Regions from separate parts of the Mus musculus genome. Here regions 1, 2 and 4 are each linked to region 3. The links are chromatin contacts, called in public HiChIP or PLAC-seq maps. All regions are on one chromosome and are shown on one strand. Each heading gives the region's core, a stretch centred on a gene start, on an enhancer-like site or on the middle of the called end of the contact. The rest is flanking DNA. Distances are from core to core; before and after follow the strand shown. Region 1 has its middle 39 kb from the start of Tmem106b. Region 2 overlaps Thsd7a (thrombospondin, type I, domain containing 7A). Region 3 holds the start of Thsd7a (thrombospondin, type I, domain containing 7A). Region 4 overlaps Thsd7a (thrombospondin, type I, domain containing 7A).

Region 1 (3,463 bases), core at 536-3,035, 280 kb before region 3:
AATTATATGAGAGCTCCCATATTCTTTACATGCTAGCAATGATTAAATTTTTTTTGAGACAAGTTCTTCTTAGGAAGCCCAGGCTGAACCTCTGTCTCAGCGTCTTAACTACTGGAATTGAAAGATTCTTTCGCCATGCTTGGATCTGTGATGGAGTCTTCACAACTTAAATAGACGAAAAATGTCCAGGAAAGTAGAAAAGCATAACCTGGGTGGTCTACGAGGGTTTCCCTGAAAACCTTTAGCACATGGGATAGCAGCTGAAGGTGAAGAACATCCAGAACGGCCCAGAGGTCCTGCATGGAGTGAAAGTGGAAGGTAGAAGAAGCAAGTAACACATTCAAGCTCTATTCTTATTTAGCAAACGTGTCACTGTACTGACTGCCATCTCAAGACATCAGACTCAAGTTTCTTCAGTCGTTCAATGCAGACACATGCTAACAACATTACAGAGAGCTTCTGTCTTTCAAACTCAGTCTGGGACGATAACGTTGGTCTCCCTTGTATTAAGGTTTCTTAGATTGAACAGCTTCTAGTTTCTCTGATTACCCTGTGTATAGAGAGTCATGGTTGAACTATCTGCCCCCAGATGTATGAGTAAATGTAACAAATATGTGGAAATTATATATATTTTGTGCATTATATATATGCTTTACTTGCTACTAAAATAAGTGAATAATATTGTCACAGCTAAATTATGTTCCCTTGTTATAAGTGCAGTTGAACATATTTCCATATTAGTAAAATTATTTAATTCAGCATAATGCATCTCTTCACCTATTTTGCTAATTTATTGACTACTGAATTGTTGGTTATTTTGTTAGCTTGAGCCATTAGTCCATCTGTATTAAGTATTATATATATACGTATGTATCATGCATATATTATATGTATATATATGTATATATATATGTATATATATGCATATATATATATATATATATCACTAAATCTCTGTCTTGCTAAATGCTATTTGTATTTCCTGATCTCCCCTTGTTATTTTGTTTGGGTTAAGAATTTTTATTATTCAGTTTCTGTTCTACTACTCTTGTATATTCTTTTATAGAAGAGCCTATATTCTATATGTTATAGCTAGGTTGTTCTTGGAACTGAATTCATTTTCTTTCCACTGCTGCTATAATCAAATGTTTCTTTAAAATGGACTATTTGTGCTTTATGATCCTCTCCACCCAGCCTTTCTTTCCTCATTTCTTTAGACTTTCTGCTAAGCAAGGTATGGGAATATGGTTACCAGAATGCCCACTTACATTTTTTTTATGTGATTTTAATTTTGGCTTCAAATATAGATGCTTGGAGAACCAGTACACTGTGAGTAATGTCAGGCATGTACAGCTGGGGGCATCCTTTCTCCAGTTTCCTGATGCTCTGGATTGGACCATGTTTGGCAGCTCTTTCATTTGCTGTGTCATTTTGTTAACTATGGTGTTCAGGCCTCTCTTCTGGCATTGTTTTCGGGGAGTGGGTGTCATTTATCATGTAATGGGCAAGCAATGGTTTTATTCAAATCTTTAAGAACTTTAATTCATGTGCTACAGTATTCAACCTTAAGTTCAATAGGATAATGTATGACCAGACAAAATAAAAGCAAATATATTTAGCATCTAGTCCACTTCTAAGCACTGAAAATGAGTGATGTATTATATCAGATACCTGGTGTACAGTGATCCTGTAGTTATGTTTGTTTTTGAGGCAGCCTCAGAAAGGAAAGCACAGCAGTTCAGAAAGTTGGAAGCTGTGTGATCCCAGAGGTCTAGTTAGGATGCAGCTGAGGGATTATGAACTAACTTCAAAGTTACACTTTAACAATCTTGATTTTTAAAGCCAGTACACATGCTGGAAAGAGGGCAGTCAGATAACCCTTGTGGGTTCTTGAGTAAGGAGTTTGGTATAAACTTCTGACAGACAATTTTTCCTGGTAAGTAGGAATCATTTTGTCTATTAAAAACTGTGAATGCAAAATTCACACTTAACCACCTGTCTAGAAGATAAGGAATCCTTAGTTCCTTCATAATCCCCACACAGTGTGTAATGAACACAGACTGGAATGCAGAATGCTATGGCCACTATGTTTTCCTGAAGACAGAACTGGAAAGAGAAGGATACCTGCACAGCTGTTAGGAAACTACATTATGAATGCAATTATGGTGACATACAAATACATACTTCAAGGTTGTTTTTTTTTTTTTTTTTTTTACTTTGTAGGATTACTTGCTTCAGGTCTCATACTCATTTTGCCAAGAATTATTATTGCACAGGAATATGGTTTTTATGCAGTAGTTTATCCACACATTGCCATTTATTTATATAATATATTTTTAAAGATAAAAATAGATAGACTGGACAAAAGCTCACATTTTATCAGTTTACCTTTTCTGTGGTGTATGACTCAGTTTAGTACTGCTGTTATTCCTGTTATTTTTTACTCAGTGATCATAGCAGAGGTAGGAAGACAGTTCCCTGAGCTGGCAAGGCAGGGGAAACAGAGGAATATTGGTTAAAGAGCATGAACTCTCAGATATACAAAGAGACTGCTCTGACGATCAAATGAACAGCCCAGTGACCACTGCCTTGTTGTATTGTAAACAATTTCACTAAAATAAATGGCCAGCTGGGTGGTGGAGATATACTAATTAAATCAATTATATTAATTATTTTACTATGTATACATATCAAATCTAAATGTTGTGTACTTTATGGAGTTTTGCCAATTATTATCGTGTATTACTACACAAGATTATAAAATTGAAAATGTTACCAATTTGGCATATTTGATGTTTAACATCCTCAGCACCAGGGAAATGCAAATGAGAACTTCCTTGAGAAGTCATAATGGCTAAGGTAATTCCCGGATGTAGGGAAAAGGGAACACTGACTCATTGCTGATGGGAATACGAACTTAGAGAGTCATTATGAAAATCAGTGTGGAGAATCTTCAGAAAGATGGAAATAGGTCAACCATATGATCAAGCTATTACCACTCTTGGGCATATTTCCAAAGGACTCTATATCCTACTGTAGAGATATCTACTCATCCATGTTCATTGTGCTCTATTCACAATACCCAGTAAAAGGAAATAACCTGCATGCCCATCAACTGATGAGTGGATAATGAAATTTCAGTATATTGAGACAATGAAATACTATTCATCTATTAAAATTTGAAACTATGAATTTTTTAGGTAAATATATGGAAATGGAAAAATTATTCTGAATGAGGTAATCCAGATCCCGAAATACAAATGTCTCATGTTTTGTCTTATCTTCAGATGGTAGCTTGGAATCTTCAAATATGGGTGCTCCATTTAGAATAACCATGGATGTCAGAGAATTACTGATGGTCCATGGGTAGGGATGTTCAAAGGAAGGGAGATAGAACACAGTGCTACAAAGCCTTAAAGAGGAATGACAGAATAGGAAGGGTTGAATTGACCTGAGAGATGGA
Region 2 (3,541 bases), core at 435-2,934, 410 kb after region 3:
TTCTTTTTTATCAGATATTTGATTGTTACATATACATAAATAATTCTTGAGACACTGGAACATTTGTGAACATTGACATGATATAAAATGTCCATAGTCTTAAAAATAATTATCAGAAAAGTAGACTTGTGATAAATTGCATTTATTTCTTAAATTTCAGTTAATATCATCAAAATATACACATCAACAATATTTTATTGGTTCATATGGTTTGGTACAATGTTGAAGCTAACTTGGATTTTTTTCCTAGTAATGTTTATGTTGAAAAAAAGCTCAAGAAATTGAAGAAAGACACATAGCAGTTGCACTGGCTTATGTCTCTTAGTTTTCTCTACAATTTGCTTTGATGCCACAAAGGAAATCAAAGTTCTCTAGGGTACATTGTACTATCCTGGAGAAAGATGAAAAAATGGTTTTAGGAAAAGATACAAAATAAGAGAATTTAATAAATATGCTGAATTTATTTACAAAATGAGTTTGTACTTTTAAAGACTTTTACTTCCTGCAAATGAATGAAGTACATAGTATTAATATAACTACATAGAGCACCATCCATTAAAATTATTTTGCTAAAAGATGCATAATTGTACATTTTTATTTCTATTCTTCTTTTAAAAGTTTTGACATGGTATTGATCTGTGCGACCAAGTCATTTTTACAATATCACTAAATAGCTAGCTGTCAAGACTGTCGAGTAGACATCTGCCTCAAAAAATAATCCCCACCGCTATGTGCAACCTCAGCAATTTCATTTGACTCCTAATATGTTCAAATCTGGGACCCATATGCTCTGCATGTGGGATGATTGATTGAGGGGCTTAGGAAGCAGTTGTGAATTAGGCATGGGATTCAGGTCATCAGAGTTTCATCTGACGTCTGTTACATGCACCGCCTTCTGTTCTGATGGGTCTTTTTCATTCAGACTGGAGTACGTGTCAGCTGAGCGAGAAGGCAGTTTGTGGGAATGGCATTAAAACAAGGATGTTGGACTGTGTTCGAAGTGATGGCAAGTCCGTTGACCTAAAGTACTGTGAAGAGGTGGGTGAGTGTTGAGTTAAATCTTTGAAGGAATTCTTCCCTGATAATTTGAATTCACATGGAGCCAAGTGGCATTTGCTCCACCCACTTGCATGGGCAACAGCTGTTTTCACAGGCTGTCTAGTGCCCTCTTGAAAAGAGACAGTATCCACGCTACCGATTTCCACAGATAATTTCCTGTACTTTGTTCTGCTTGGAGCCCTGAGGTATGCTAATTAGCCAATTCTGGAAAAAAATGCTTAGGAAACAATAAGCAATCAAGGTGAATAAAAGCAATAAATCTTAATCAGACCATTCATCATCTTTTGTAATTTGATGTGATTTGGGTGCAGAGCTTGGATACCTGCCAAGATGCATCATTTATTCTTTTTGTTGCTAAACATTGATCACATGCAGTTTCAGAGCAGATTTTGATATGAAGATCTGATACCCAGCTGTGAAAATCTAAGTACTTAGGTCTCAGGTCTGGATAAGAGAGCTCAGTGCTCCAGCAAAGCAGTGAAGTCTGTCACTAATAGCTTTAAGGCTCAGAGATGTCGTTTATAGTTAATCGTCAAAGCAAAGTAATGCTATGATTCTTAGCTCCGGCGTTCTGGGCAGCAGAGATACGTGGCATTGGCCTTTCTCTTTTTCATGAAGCTACACCTTGCATGGAAGAGATTTCTGTCTGATTTTTCACACCACAAAGGCAATGACGTTCCTGTCCTTTCACTCCCTGTGCTTCTGATATGCACAGGGTCATTTTTCAGACCAAAATAAGCAAGAGCTTCAGTAGATGTGAAACAGAATTTTCTTAACTCTCAAGGGAAAGAAAGCCACCAGTGGAAACTACTTGAACCCACTTAGTGCCGTTGTCAATGTGCATGTAACTTTAACTTCCTCACATCTCTGTCTATAGGGATGGACTTCTAGAGGCTCTGAAAACATTGCTTTGTTTAGACAATAAATGTCTCCCTGTAAAATCTTGTTTACCAACCTATTTATATGTTAAATTAAAGTAAGTTAAAATCAGGTTTTTTTAATATTATAATTTAAGCAATATAACCAACAGTAAATAACAATTTTGTGCTTGAAGATGATTACAACAAAAACTAACATCCCGGAGAATGGTAGGTGATCCTGCTCGGGGTGATTAGTGTAGTCTCTGGCAAACACCCAGGAAAATTTCCTCCTTACAAGAATGTGAAATGAGACTGCTTTAGTAGTAAAGCCCAATGCATTCAGGACTCTTTTAAATTGCTTCTTTTGCTTTGTGAATTTTGCAGGGACAACTGCAGGTTCAGATCCTAACACCCTAGCAAATGCTGTCTTCAGGGAAAACTAAGCTGCTCTCTGTGGGAATTAAACAACACACATACCATTTTATGCATCCCTATGAGTCCAGCTGGATGCTCAGACCACCTACCTACCAACCCCTGTGCAAACCCTGTATTCAGTTCAGCAGCAGTAGGTAGCTCTTGCTGCTTCTCTAATGGCCACAAAGAAATGTGTCATTAGTGCCCTACAAAGAGGAAAATTAGGGTTAAATCCACTAACATTCCCGTCACTCTCCTTCCTCAATATACCGTGTTTCCTTCCCATGGTCTCTCGTCTAATTTCATAGTCTATATCCATTCTCATAACAGCACATTTACATATTGTACAGATACTAAAAATTTAAATTACTTTTTCATAGAAAGCAAAAAGGAATGGCAGTTCTGAGAATTACCAATAAAAATTGTTATTCTCTGCTATAATATTAATACTTTTTTTTAATGCTTCCTCATACCTTTGATTTCACTTTAGATGTTGGAATGGAATATATCACCTGTGAACTTGAAATTCTTTCTTATATATACTTCAAAACTGTAACATGTAAATCACAATGACAGGATCAAAATACAAATAAAATGATACATTATGAGAGGCCATACACATAAATAAATAATAAATAAATAAATAAGTTACAGCAGAGTTAATGAGATAAACCTGAGAATAGAAATTCTTCATAAGCAAATTATATAAAAACATTTATATCGCCTGAGGACCCACATTTCTTTTAAGAAAGATGAATTCTCTAACATTTCTTTTTTCATTTATTTATTTATTTACTTACTTACTATTTATTCACTTTACACCTCCTTATCAGCGCCCCTCTCTTCCCCCTCACACAAATCCTCTCCCATTCCCTCATCCCCTTCTCCTCTGAGAAGGGAGTGAAGTCATCCCCTGGGGATCTCTCTCTCTCTCTCTCTCTCTCTCTCTCTCTCTCTCTCTCTCTCTCTCTCTCTCACACACACACACACACACACACACACTCCATCACCCCCAACTCTATCGGCACATCAAATCACTGCAAGACTAGGCACACCTAGATAAAGTGGTATTGTTAGAGAAATGGGATTCACAGACAGGCCAGAAATTCAGGGACAGCCACACTCCAATTGTTGGGAGACCAGCATGAAGACCAAGCTTTCTATCTGCTACAGAAGTGCAGGAGTCCTCGGGTCAGCCCATGCTCACT
Region 3 (3,611 bases), core at 505-3,004:
CAAATAGAAGGGAAAGGAAGAGGCTTCCATGCAGAGTGGTATTGCATGGAGGAGCCATTTCTGAAGGACAGAACCTAGGAGGCAATGGCAGGTCTTTTTCTTCTTTGGCAGTGTGAATATTGAAGGACTTGCTCCTTCAGGGGGGTATACATTAGTTAGGACCAGCCTGCCTTTGTATCCCTATCAACCTATAATCTTTTGATCACTGCCTATTTTTCACCAGTGTAGAAACAGTAAGCCACAGTGGCTTATCGCCTCTAATCACAAGCCCAGGGCCAGGACTCTCTGAGCTTTTAATTCCCTCTTAGAGGCCTAACAGAGTGAAAAGTAAACAAAGACCAAATTTGCAACCGTGAATGCAGCTAATTTCCTCTGATGTCAGAATACTTAAACAGGCAGGACCTGGGAATTATTTGATCAAACCTGCTTTTAATCTAATGCATGCAGAAGGGTTATGTCTGGAAAGCTCAGCAAAATGACACACATCTCCAGGGAGCCTTCTGGAAGGAAGCTTTCCTCCCTAAGAAACTGTAGCTTTCTCATTTCAGACTCATGGGTTATTGGGTCCTTGGGGGTGAAGTCACTAAGAGAAGTTTTTCTGCCTTTTAAATTGTATTGTATTTGGTGTAAGACAGGCAACCAAATGACCATAGTTATCCTTAGCTTTTGGTTGCTGGGGAATTTTGGTGTTGTTGTTGTTTTGCTTTGTTTTAATTGGCTAACTGCCTTGATACTATTTAAGCGTTACAAGGAAATGAATTAATAATAAAAGACTGTTATTGTGAGTGGGGGAAAAAAGGGACAAAGCTTTATCTGACTGCACACATTCTTCTGTTAGGCCTGATCTAATAAAATAGAGAACAAAAGGTACAAGCCATGTGGTTTCTTGTTTTGGTTGTGAAAAAGCACTTAAAAGAATTAGTATTTGTCTCAGGAATGAAATTTAAGTAGAAATAGTTATTAACTGGGTGGAAGCCAACTGCTGCTACTGACTCATTTGCGGCTTAATTTTTATCCCCACCTCTGGTCCTTAGTAGTGCGTTTTCAATAGTGATGGAAGAGAAAGGAATGGAACTTTTATGCACTTCATCATTAAAACAGAATATACTGGCAGTGTTTGTACATTCTTATTCATGCAATTAGACAGCGTCGTGCACACTTTTAAGTACGAAGTCGCTTTCAAAGGCAGTTACAAGACAATGTGTTGACTTTGACACATATTAACCACGGTCACATTGTTACTGAGGATGGGCTGAAGTTAAAAAAATAACAAAAACAAAAAACAAAAAACACGGAAGTGCTCAAGTTCCTTTTGATAGTGAGCCCTGGTCTGTTCCCTATCAGGTTCATAAGTACCGCTCTTCTCATAAAGTAATTCAGAAGGCACGGCGGCTTCAGAATAAATGACCAAGGCTGATGCTTTGTGTAAATATGCAGGGAGAATAACACGCCACTAGATCAGCATTTGACTCCTTGGGTGACGATGAATTTCAATGTCAGTTATTCGTCATCCTGAAGCCTGCCCCGTGATGATGCCTTTTATTGGTGTATCCTTGTGAACATATTTCAGCGCACCATGTGCCGGGGAGTTCTCGGGGCGGGCGCGTGGGGTCTGGGTGCTGGCCCTGTGCCCTCGCTGCCCCCCGCCGGTGGTCCCCTCGGGTCCCCTTGGCTCTTCTCAGCTCTCTCTTCTCCCCTCCCTTCCCTACAGCTGGCGGCGGGGGCTGCTCCTCTCAGAGCTCTGGGCCGGCTCTGTCAGCTGGGGCCCCCTGCGGCCGGCTGTGTCCCTCGCCGCTAGGACCTGCCAGTCTGCGCGCCATGGCAGCGGCGGCAGCATCCCCGCCAGCATCCCCGCCAGCCAGCGGCGGCGGCGGTGGCGTCCACGGCCGCCGCTGATGCTATTGTTCCCTAGTGTTAGTTGCTCTTTGGCTGCTTTTCATCTGGAGCGAACAATAGAAGCAGGGAGAGCTTTGCTTTCTCTACTGGTGGAGAAGGAAAGACCGTCCCCTGCGAGAGTGGTGCGGCTCCGGAGGCTGGAGCGGCTGCGGACAGCATGGGGTTGCGAGCCGGGCGCCTGGCGTCCCCGAGCCGGGGCGTCCTGCAGCTGCTGCGGTTGCCACTGCTCTTGCTACTCCTGCTGAGCTCTGGCGCCCGCGGGGCTGCGGCGCAGGGAGACACCGAGGTGCCCACCCTCTATCTGTGGAAGACCGGTAAGTGGGACAGAGTTGTCCTTTGCTCTATCTCCAGATCTGGGACTATGATCCGGAGCGAGCTAAGGGCTCCTGAAGGAGCCTCTGTGTTTCCAACTGGTCCTGATTATGCCAGGATCCCCAGGTCAAAAGTATGATCCCTGCAAGCGAATTAGGTCATGTCCTATGCCATTAGGAAAGAACAACATAACTAAGAGGCAACAGTGAGTCACTGGGTGATTGTTTCTCTAGCCGCTCGGCAGTGAATGAGGGCAGCGCTGTACTTTCATTACAAAGTGAAGTGCTTTTAAAATCTGGGTTTCCAGTCTTAGACTTTCTAAAATGACATTCTAGCAATATACAGGTAGACAGTTCTTTTTTTTTTTTTTTTTAATGCGGTGTTTTGGCAAACACACACACACACACACACACACACACAGAGAGAGAGAGAGAGAGAGAGAGAGAGAGATTTAAATGTATTAAGCATAGCTTTGTGGTGTGTGGGACACCAGGGTCAAGCCCTGTGCAGGCAGCTCTAACAGGGAAAACTGGATAGTGCAATTTGTAACGAGTGATTCAAAGTGATCTTTTACGCCGTGGAGTGATTAACATGGAGGTTTAGAAACTTTTCTTTCCGGGAAAGAAGTCTTTTCGCTTTGTTTTTTTGACAAAACAAGAAAAGTAGCAACTCACTGCTCCTCAGACTCTCCCGGCAAAGCGCTGTAGAAGCAGAACACACAGGGAAACAACAAAACCTTAGAGCTCCAGGCTCCCCTCTCTGCTGAGGGTGGGTGGATGCTCTCCAACCACTATGGAAGACGGAATTCCTGAGCCTACCAGAAACTTCACACACTCACCGGAGACAAGTGGAGGAGCTATTCTCCTCGCTTATAGCTGAGGATGACTTGAGAGTTCCTGAGTGATGCCAAATATCAAGATAGGAACAAGATAGAAAGAAAAAGTGTCCAGATCACAGTCCAGGCAGAGTGGGTCTTCTGGCTTCAGTCCTCCGACCGACCTGCTGAGGAGGCAGATCCATTTACGCCAGAATCACACCGATGACTAAAGGTTTAAAGAAGGTTCATACATCCAAGCAACGTGGTGAGGCATTGAACAGAAAATCACTTAAAGACAAAACACCCTTTACCTTGGAGAATCGCATAATATACTAATGCACTCTTGTACACGCGCAAATACAGGCACAGATTAGTCAAAGCAAAGTCATTCTTGCGAACTTGGTAAGACTTTAAAGATCAGCTACTTAGGGGACTAAAGACAAAAGTCAAATTCGTTTGATTTTAAACAAAGAATTGAAAGTGTGTTTTATTTTTTCTATTCTAAATTTATAGTAGTTGGTAGTACTTGGAAATTTAGAAAGAGCTTCTCGGGGCAACAGAGCTGGGCTAGTTGAAATTTGTACTA
Region 4 (3,312 bases), core at 695-3,194, 290 kb after region 3:
AAACAAAACAAAAACTGTAAACTTTAGCAATAAAAAAATTAATCAAGGAATAATACCAAGGTTTTCATTGTATTGAAATTACTTTCCCTTGGTCATGCTTGTATGCTCTTGCTTCACTATAACATATTCAGCTTACAAAGCAGATATATACAGCCATATGTTTCAGAGTCTGTGTTTCGTAAAAGAAATATTTTATAAGTTATAATCAATGGAAGGAATGTTTCAAATTGCTATTAAGCTATTCAGCAAGTAAATAAAAAAAGATAGAAGTTACATTGTCAACTTCTAAGTTATTCCGTAGAATGCCTATGATGTACCATAACATAGGTAAACATACTTCTCATGATGGTTAAGAAATTCATATCTGAGCTCTGTGTGTACACATCTGTGGCAGCCACATAAGAATTATATGCTTATATGTAATAAGACTATATATGCTATGACTACTGTGCTATGACACCTCAGGAAATTATTTTGGCTCATGGTTTAAGAATAGATCCAGTCCATCGTGGGACTAGCCACACTCTGTCCTCCTTCAGGAAGCCCAAACTGGACAAGAAGTAATGAGGGGCTAAAGCAACTCCGCAGTGGCACATTTAAGAGTATTGCTCCGAAAACACTTCTACCAGCAGGGACCAAGTGTGCAAACCCAAAAACCTATTGGGACAGTTTCACATTAAAAGTATACATGTAATATCAAAACCCTATCATTTTAAATTATATTTTATGTTCATCAAACTCTTACATAATACTGCAATTATATCAGTTCTGTTATATATAACTGGTGCGTTGCTTCTGTTCTATGTTCTTGGAAATATTAATTATTGACAATGACAATCTGCTGACTGCTCAAACAGTTTTGTTTTTCTAAAAATATATTTTCAATTTGATTAGAAAATGTTATGATATTTAGGTTTTCTCATAGTTTGAAGTATATCTTAGTAGTGTGGATTTAAATTAAACAGCGTAGAGACATTCAAGTGAACTGGACTCATTGTGATCCATTTCCTGCAATCACAGATAAATGATAAATGAATGTCATGTATGAGTCATAAAAGAAGGCTTGCCTCTGTTTCCAGTGTATTATCCTCCTGTTCTAATTTAATAAAAAATAAAAACAAAAAACAAGAAAAGCTTTTAAAAGTGGATTTCATGATGGCTTAAAATGTAGCTTTGGTCAATAGAAAGGATAATATTAAATGTGAAAACATGATAATCTGTATAAAGAATGTGCCTGTCAGTTCTCAGAAAAAAGAAGTGTTTATCTCTTATAAAGCTGGAAAAAAGGCAGTGCAGTCTCCCTGCTGTCTCTGTTTTAAAAAAGTAATCCTGTAATCACTTGTCAAAGTCAAGAAAGAGAACAACGAACATTCTTTTTTTTTTCCGAACTCCTCTTTTACTAAATTGTATTTCCTATTGATTCGAGGTATGAGTTAATCATAGCCTTAAAAATGTGTTTATTTCCTTCCATTTTTGCCCTTTATCACAATAAAAGAATGGCAATAATTCTTTTGACCTGGAGTGATTCCCATTATTGCTCTGACTTCTCACACATACAAGAGGAGTTCTGAGACCCATTCCAAGGATCCTGTAGAGTTCAGCCCCTGGAGAGCTGTTTATGGGCTGGCTAGATATCTGTAAGATTATAACTATTTTCAAATCCAATTCGTCCCATTGCATGCCTTGAATATGTATTTTACTATTTTTTTTCTTCTCAGCCAGATCAGATGATGATTCCTCTGAAGAGGATTGGTTTTTACTTAAGGTTCCCTGTTAGGAAGTGGAGGCTAGGCGTTTTCTAAAGCAGTACAATTATCCCTGTTAAGAAAAAGCAGAACTCTGTTGTGCTAGAAGAAAACATGGTCAACATCTGAAGTCCAGCTTCCATTCTGATGAGTTGCTCACCAAGACAACAGAATATTTACATCATAGGACATACAAGATATTGCTGGATTTCAACACACTGACAGTTTGCCATTGAGAACCAGATTCTGAGAACTACCACCAAGACAGCACTCCTGACATTTTGAGAATAATCCAACAAATATTTAGAAACTGGTGAGTCAGTGGCTGTGGTACAGAAAACCCAACAAGGAGATCATTCACAGGGAAGAAGAAAATGAAATTTTTCCTGATCCTTAGAGTGATAAATCTCATCTATGACAACCACTATCATTTGTGGTAATCTGAGTTGAGCAATAAAGCCCCTAAATGAAGAAGTGTTTGGTTGATTTGGATAAAACTCAATATATGCAAGCACAAGCCACTAGTCAACAATGTGTACTAAAAGAATGACAGTCCCAAAATGTATATTCTCAAATACAGTCTGTAGAATATGTTAGGAAACAATAGGGTGAAATGTCCCAAAAGAAGATAAAAAAGAAATACAAGAAATGGGAAGGAACAATAGAAATAACTTCATGTAGGTACCAATAATTTAGTCCTATAAGAAAGGTTATTTTTCTTGTAATTACAAATCCTGATAGCATACAATATTACTACCGATTAAAGATTGGATCTGTTTTTATATTTTATTTTGGATGCACAAAATGTTCTTGCAGCTTTCAGATCTCAGAGGTCTCTTAATTCTGTGCCACCTGAGGGGAGTCCTGAGAGAAGATACTTCCCAATCTTAATGTTGCATGTTTATTAAGGAATGTGTCAGAGGTTAAGAGGCTTAAACTCTTAATAATAGTTCTTCTCAAGACCACACTAAAAACCTAAAATTGGGCCAAATGTTCTATCTTCTTTGTCTTGATTTCTGCTAAAGTCACTAGCTTTCTCTTAGTCATCCAGGCTTAAAATCTCTCATACTACTTTGGCTCCTCTCTTTTGTGTTCCTGATACTATCTGCTGTCAAGGCCTTGGTCAAGCCTTCGGAAAAATCTCCCCTATATCTGCTCCTTACACTCACAGCCACTAAATGCAGTTAAGAACCCTATCAGTAAACTGTCACTCACGTAGTCCAGCCATTGAAAGCACAGCGCCTGGCAATGTTCTCTGTGCCTCCACATTCTGTCCACTTGTCTTTCACAAACAGTGCTCTGACATTTATCATCCATGTAGGAAAGCCTGGTTACCAAAGATTAAAATCAGTTCTTCCCTGGAGTTCCAGGTCTACTCAGCAGGCTCCACTGGGCCTTCTGCTTCTGTCCTGGCTGCTGCCTCTCTGGACCTCTGCATTCAATTCTGGACCTGCGGTTGTCTTTGTCTTGACCCCCTATCTCACATCAAGTCTATTTCTTGGTAAATCTTTCTTCCTTCTCTTTGCTTATATGTTGTGAACCCTTTAAACATTATTTAAACTTATCT

Evidence for each region. HiChIP or PLAC-seq counts read pairs in DNA pulled down with a chosen protein or histone mark.
Region 1: a contact with region 3 is called in an H3K27ac HiChIP or PLAC-seq map of the NIH/3T3 cell line, with 6 times the contacts expected there. The contact joins the enhancer-like site here to the promoter of Thsd7a in region 3. A contact is called at or near these places in 11 of 39 promoter capture datasets (the 3T3-L1 cell line, 3T3-L1-derived adipocytes, cranial neural crest and 5 more), 42 of 484 Hi-C or Micro-C datasets (the 3T3-L1 cell line, 3T3-L1-derived adipocytes, the AML12 cell line and 19 more), 12 of 115 datasets of contacts at active chromatin or transcription factors (the NIH/3T3 cell line, astrocytes, a colorectal cancer cell line and 8 more) and 1 of 9 other capture datasets (embryonic stem cells).
Region 2: an H3K4me3 HiChIP or PLAC-seq map of neural tube shows a contact between it and region 3, with 4 times the contacts expected there. The contact joins the enhancer-like site here to the promoter of Thsd7a in region 3. A contact is called at or near these places in 12 of 39 promoter capture datasets (the 3T3-L1 cell line, 3T3-L1-derived adipocytes, cranial neural crest and 6 more), 13 of 484 Hi-C or Micro-C datasets (3T3-L1-derived adipocytes, the AML12 cell line, the STO cell line and 9 more), 11 of 115 datasets of contacts at active chromatin or transcription factors (SST interneurons, craniofacial prominence, embryonic basal ganglia and 8 more) and 4 of 9 other capture datasets (adipose tissue, embryonic stem cells, liver and 1 more).
Region 4: a contact with region 3 is called in an H3K27ac HiChIP or PLAC-seq map of the NIH/3T3 cell line, with 6 times the contacts expected there. The contact joins the enhancer-like site here to the promoter of Thsd7a in region 3. A contact is called at or near these places in 5 of 39 promoter capture datasets (the 3T3-L1 cell line, 3T3-L1-derived adipocytes, cranial neural crest and 1 more), 9 of 484 Hi-C or Micro-C datasets (3T3-L1-derived adipocytes, the C2C12 cell line, the HL-1 cell line and 6 more), 9 of 115 datasets of contacts at active chromatin or transcription factors (the NIH/3T3 cell line, cardiomyocytes, a colorectal cancer cell line and 6 more) and 1 of 9 other capture datasets (adipose tissue).

The regions. Positions count from the first base shown.
Region 1 is chr6:13,029,068-13,032,530 of GRCm38.p6, reverse strand. No RefSeq gene overlaps it. Among named protein-coding and RNA genes, the nearest start is that of Tmem106b, 39 kb to the left of the region's middle. Within about 2 kb of position 1,785, at least 12 of the 459 cell types and tissues checked have an H3K27ac peak or open chromatin away from gene starts, as enhancers often do. A contact at or near this core is called in the HL-1 cell line, the N1E-115 cell line, the NIH/3T3 cell line and 1 more, where this site is marked.
Region 2 is chr6:12,334,749-12,338,289 of GRCm38.p6, reverse strand. Thsd7a (thrombospondin, type I, domain containing 7A) reads left to right here. Exons shown (of 28, transcript NM_001164805.1): 19 at 923-1,038. Among named protein-coding and RNA genes, the nearest start is that of Gm38583, 100 kb to the left of the region's middle. Within about 2 kb of position 1,684, at least 7 of the 459 cell types and tissues checked have an H3K27ac peak or open chromatin away from gene starts, as enhancers often do. A contact at or near this core is called in embryonic basal ganglia, neural tube and second pharyngeal arch cranial neural crest, where this site is marked.
Region 3 is chr6:12,747,396-12,751,006 of GRCm38.p6, reverse strand. Thsd7a (thrombospondin, type I, domain containing 7A) reads left to right here and starts at 1,754. Exons shown (of 28, transcript NM_001164805.1): 1 at 1,754-2,210. The coding sequence starts at 2,054.
Region 4 is chr6:12,453,958-12,457,269 of GRCm38.p6, reverse strand. The region is part of intron 6 of Thsd7a (thrombospondin, type I, domain containing 7A); the gene reads left to right. The region is part of intron 1 of Gm38583 (a long non-coding RNA gene); the gene reads right to left. Among named protein-coding and RNA genes, the nearest start is that of Gm38583, 19 kb to the right of the region's middle. Within about 2 kb of position 1,944, at least 14 of the 459 cell types and tissues checked have an H3K27ac peak or open chromatin away from gene starts, as enhancers often do. A contact at or near this core is called in 3T3-L1-derived adipocytes, the HL-1 cell line, the NIH/3T3 cell line and 1 more, where this site is marked.